2 separate regions of the Cricetulus griseus genome follow, and region 2 is linked to region 1. Evidence: chromatin contacts called from public Hi-C data. All regions are on one chromosome and are shown on one strand. Each heading gives the region's core, a stretch centred on a gene start, on an enhancer-like site or on the middle of the called end of the contact. The rest is flanking DNA. Distances are from core to core; before and after follow the strand shown.

The links. A called contact is a pair of places that touch in the nucleus more often than the background predicts.
Region 2: a Hi-C map of fibroblasts shows a contact between it and region 1, with 6 times the contacts expected there. The contact joins the promoter of App here to the enhancer-like site in region 1. A contact is called at or near these places in 3 of 8 Hi-C or Micro-C datasets (the CHK-Q cell line, the CHO-K1 cell line and fibroblasts).

Annotation. Positions count from the first base shown.
Region 1 is chr4:11,349,326-11,352,096 of CriGri-PICRH-1.0, forward strand. No RefSeq gene overlaps it. Among named protein-coding and RNA genes, the nearest start is that of Cyyr1, 92 kb to the right of the region's middle. Within about 2 kb of position 1,391, at least 2 of the 6 cell types and tissues checked have open chromatin away from gene starts, as enhancers often do. A contact at or near this core is called in the CHO-K1 cell line and fibroblasts, where this site is marked.
Region 2 is chr4:11,757,124-11,759,894 of CriGri-PICRH-1.0, forward strand. It overlaps App (amyloid-beta precursor protein), which reads left to right and starts at 1,390. Exons shown (of 15, transcript XM_027412368.2): 1 at 1,390-1,516. The coding sequence starts at 1,460. It overlaps LOC118238768, which reads right to left and starts at 1,449. Exons shown (of 2, transcript XR_004769844.1): 1 at 787-1,449; 2 at 1-608.

The DNA of each region.
Region 1 (2,771 bases), core at 141-2,640:
AATGATAGCATTTCATACCAGGATGATAGATTCTAAAAGGGAAGGAGATGTGATGAACCTCAACAAATGCCACATGCCAGTCCTCACCTTATATCATGAATATGGGGAGTTTGTGTGACCATCATACTACCCGATCTTTACATACTCATGGTCTCATATACTCTGTTTTTAGAACAATGTGGTAGCAGGTTTAATAAAATAGACGGTAACATTTAGCATAGCTGGTTGCGGTCTCACAGAGGTGTGGAAGGAATTTGTTAGATGTGTAATCACTGTGACTCACTGTCAAGACAAAAGTTTCAGACATTTAAGGCTTTCAATGTTAGAAAAGCACAGAGATCTTTTTTGGCACTGGTTCAGGGATTCGGAGATTTACAATGGATGGTGTATATGGAGAAAGATAATGTCTGTTGAGAAATGAGCTGGTGAGAACTCCGGGTGTCACAGGACCCAGGCCATCTGCACAATCTCTCAGAGGAAGACAGTCTCTCAGACGCTCAGTTCTCTGGCACACACAGGTAGGCAATTGGATTAGCTAATTTTTGTAAAGATTTAGGACTATTATTTTTCCAATGTCAACATAATATATATTACTTCTTATAGCACTCAGTGTTTGAGAAATGCCCAGAGAGAGAGAGAGAGAGAGAGAGAGAGAGAGAGAGAGAGAGAGAGGGAGAGGGAGAGAGAGAGTCTCCTAATGGAATGCTGGATAAATCACCTTCAGCTGTGCACTCTTCATAGTACATAAAAAGGTGCTTTCTGCAGAAACCAAGTGGTGTCAGAAAAGAAATTGAAAGGCAAATTGATAGTGGAATATTTTGTTTATAGTTAATGGTAAATATGCAGTTCATACTTATTCCAAATCAACAAATCCTGCACAGGGCATGTATTTTAATAGAACTTAATAACTGTGGGAGCAAAAGAGGAAACAAAATGATTGAACATGTATTTATGGAATACATCCCAGTTCCTAAGCAACAAGACATTGTTCCAACAAAAACAAAAGTAGATAATTACAGATCCAGGTATATTTGGCCTTCTGTGTCTAAGGAAGGGTATCAGCAAGAAATAGAACTATGCGTGACTCCTAAAGGCATCTTTGCATGCAGTAAAAGCAGTGCAGCACCTCCCTATGACTTGGACTCCTGCAGGTTTCAATGCTCACAGTTGGCAACAGTTCATAGTTCATGGTTCCTGACCCATCTTGTTGTTATTGGAGTAATCTGTTCAGCATGTTTTGCTCCAGTTTGGCATTCAGGGTAGAAGGAAAAGGAAACAAAACAGATATCAGTCCAGTTGCCTAGACATGTTCTAAGGACAAGTCCTGTGCTGTGACATGCCACCGGGTGAGTCAAAGGATGTCCACTGTGCTGATTTATGTAAGAAATGGTGACTCAGCACTGGTGGAGCTTCAGTGGTGACTGAATCAGTCAGGCTCTAGATTCTTCACATCACGATGCTTAGACATCTACTATTTAGATTCTAGCTCATTTCTCCACCTAGGTAAAAATGCAGGACATAGGAAAAAGTATTTCTTACTGCTGCGAATCAAGCAATTCAAACAAAGCCCTGGAAGTGAGTTGTTATTTGTCATTAAACTCTTACAACTTAAGAAGCTAAAATAAATCAATAAAGAAGTAAATGGTTTGGGGCTGACCTATTCTAGAAGGGCAGTGGAAGGTTCTCATGATGGAGTCAGGATGGAGATGATGTCATACACACCAAAACTGAAAATACTGAATGAAACACAGTAACATCCTGCAAACTCAACAAAGGCTACAAATTCGGTATCCACACTTTGGGAAATTGCCTTATGTAATAGTATCAGCAAATTAAAATTAATTAGGAAATTTGGATACACACATTGCTTCTACACTATCCATTCTATTTATAATAGAATTGCCCCCAAGAAGCTTATAGGAGTATCTGTTGCAGTATGGTTTCCTTTAACACAACAAAAGTGGTAACAGTCTAACAGCAAATGAAAGAAGGATGGGTAAGTACATTATAGAAAACTGAAGCATTACAAAACTATACATAGTAGAAAATGAGGGAACTTCAGATTCGTTCGTCGGTGAGAAAAAATCTTGAAACTCATACTAAATGAAAAACATTTAAGCTACAGGAGGATATCATTCACACAGATTTACCAATTATAGAATATTCCTACACTGTCTTAGTTAGGCTTTCTATTGTTGTGAAGAGATGCCATGACCATGACAATTCTTATAAAGGAAAACATTTAATTGCATGGCTTATAGTTCAGAGGTACAGTCCGTTATCATCGTGTAGAACATGGCAGACATGGTACTGGACAAGTAGCTAAGAGTACTACATCTTGTGCAATCAGCAAAAAGTGGTGTGTCTCACTGAGTGTGGCTTGAGCATAAATGAGACCTCAAAGTCTGCCTGCACAGTGACACACTTCCTCCAACAAAGTTACACCCCCTACTTGTGCCACTCCCTTTGGGGGCTATTTTCCTTCAAACCATCACATACACCTTATTTATCAATATCTGATAGCAAGCTGTGCACACAAGCTCGGAACTCCATAGACACTTCTGAAAGGGAGGTTTGGGGCAGAATTCAGGGATTACAAGAAGAGCTTGTGTATACCTTTACACACACACACACACACACACACACACACACACACACACACACACACGATTAAATGAAAAAGAGGTTGTCAATTTGAGGGGCCATGGGAGGAGTTGTAGGGGATGTACCTGAGACGGGATAGAGGGAAGAAAGGGAAGAGAGAAAATGAT
Region 2 (2,771 bases), core at 140-2,639, 410 kb after region 1:
CTGAGCCAGAGGCTATGGTGAAAACTGCTTACAGGTTTGCTCCTCATGCTTACAGGTTTGCTGGGCCCGTTTTCTTACACAACCCAGGACCACCTGGCCAGGGCTGGCCTACCACATCGATCAATAATCTAGAATAAGTCTCCAAGGTCTTGCCTCCAAGCTAATTTAATGGAGGCATTTCCTCCAATTTAGGGTCCTTCTTCCCAGATGACCACAGCTCAAGTCAAGTTGTTAAAAAACACATGAGGTGAGGAAAAAGGTAGTGGCATCAGAGCCAGAAACTCATCCGGCATTATCTCCTGACCCCTCTCACTAGGCCATAGGGTTTTGCCACATCCAGTCAGGAGGGGGTGAATATCTGGATGGTTCTAGGCCATTCTAGCACTGCACTATTTGCGATTCATGCAGGAGAAAATGGCTTTACAGAGGTCCTTTTCTGTGATTTAAGGCAGATGCCAAGAAGGACAAGAGCAGAGTTCAGGCCAAAGTCCTTGGTGAAGGAGGAGGAACCAGGGCCATAGCGCAGGATCCCTTCCAGCTCAACTTTATCTCCTCTCCATCTTAGATTTCACCTCCGTCTCCTCCGATCCGGATGCCTCTCTTCTTCTCTGAAACCGCCCAAATCAAACAAAAATGCAACAACAATTAAAAAATACCCCCACGCCCCACTATAAACCTAAAGAAAACCGGTCTTTCTGCGTCCTGGGTGGCAAGCCCTTTTCTGGCGCATTCTAACGACAAAAATTCCAGGTTGCTGGGGGCGGGGGCGGCGGGGGTGGAGGTTACCCTTGTGCAAAGAAATCCTATTGCTGATGTTCTCGGCCTCGCGCCACCTCTCCAAACAGAGCAAATGAACTGCAGATAATAAAAACGCACCGCAGCAGAGGCTCCCCAGCCACATTCCAGAGAGGCCTGCGGGGTCGGGTGACTCAAGCTCACGGGGACGAGCCGGGAGCGCTCCCGACTTTCCTGGAACCCAAACGTGAATCCTAGGATTCACCCCCGCTCCCCGCACCCCTGCCTGCCCCGGACTGCCGGTCCCTGTCCCTGACCCGGGTCATCCCTTCCTTGGTTCCCGGAGCCCAGGGAGGGGGGGGCGCGGGTTCCGCAGCGGCGTGCCGGTGCCCGGGCCACCGCACCTGTGGGCTGCTGGCCGGGGTCGCCTCCGGTGGCGCCCGGGCGGGCGCAGCTCCCCGGGCTCCGCTAGAGGTCTCTGTCGGGTGGCGAGCCGGGTGGGCGGGATCAGCTGACTCTCCCGGCTGCGAGCCCCGCCGCCGCCGCCGCGCTCCTGCTCTGTCAGTTTCTTCAGCGGCGGGAGGCGAGAGCACCCCGAGCCGAGCAAGCGAGCGAGCGCGGGGGCTCCCGGAGACCGCGGCGGCGACAGCGACGCGGACCCAGGCAGGGCGCGGCGGATCTCCCATTCGCACCCAGCGCACTCGCTGCCCCAAGCGGGATCACGATGCTGGCCGGCTTGGCGCTGCTCCTGCTGGCCGCCTGGACCGTCCGGGCGCTGGAGGTGGGTGCCGCGCCTCGGGAAAGGGACCGGGGCGGGGGTCGGGGAGGCGGGCGCCGGGTGGGTGGGTGGGTGTGGGTATGGGGGACCCGATCCTGCTCACCCAGCACGGAGCTGGGGTCGTGAGAGGCTGGGGACTGTCGCGGGCATCCCGCTCTCCGCCGCCCCCGCCTGCGGGCGCCCTGCGCATCGGCGTCTCCGGCCCAGCCCTGCCCAGGGACGCGCTGCCCGGCCCGCGGACAGGGAGCGGGCGAGGCGCCGGGCTCCCCCGACCCGTGCCAGCCCCGGGCGAGGGCGAGGGGGTGAGCCTGAGCGCAGACCCCGACCGACTCCTCCCTGCCCGGAGAGCCGGGCTGGGGGGTGCGGAGACAGCCAGGCGGTGGGGGGAAGGGGACACGTGTGGGAGAACTGAAAGCGCGGAGTCCCCGAATCCCGTGCCCCGCGAGGAAATCGCCGCCCTTCCCTTTCCCCGGGGCGAGCCCTGGCTGGGGACGGGGACATCTCTGGGAGCCGGGGAGCGCCTGGCTCCCCTTCCCTTCCCTTCCCTTCCCGTCCCTCCTTCCCTTCCCCCGCCCGACTCGGCGGCGCGAAGCCCCTTCGCTCCCGGCGGCGCGGCGGCGGCTGCAGCCTGCGCAGCGACCCCTCTCCCGAGCGGGCGCGGGGTCGCGCGCCGCCTTCCGCGGGCAAACTTTGTGCATTTCCGTGTCTCCCTTTTGTGTTAAGTTGCAAGTGACTGGGGGTGTGTTGGGGGGGAACCGGAGAGCGGCGGCCCCCCGGCAGGCACCGTCCTTCACACTGGACGTCCCGGGCTCTCTCCGCTGTGCCTCCAGCTTCTCCCAGGGACCCAGAAGGTTCCCCGGGAACAAAAGCGGCGACACCCCGCCCTCGCCGTCCAGGGCGCGGTGGCGGAGCCGAGGGAGTTTGTGCGCCACCGCGGCGGCTCCCTTCCCCGCGCCGCGCGTCTGTCCCCGAGGGCCCGGGGGTGCTGCCGGGGCCCCGCGGTCTCCCTCCCCCGCATCGCCACCACCTAGTGCCGACCCTGAGCGGGGCTGCAAAGTCCTCGCAGGGAGAGGGGGGGGTGAGGGGGACAGAGAGCCGGGAGCGAGGCGTGCGTCTGCAAAGGGCAGTGCCGGGCGGTGGGGAGGCTGGGGCTCCTGAGCATCCAGGGAGGCGTTGGTCTGATTGAGGTGGGGCCTCCTCAGGGCAGTTCTGGGGACTCCAGCTTAGTCACCCCTGGGGGCGCAGGATGCTGGGGACG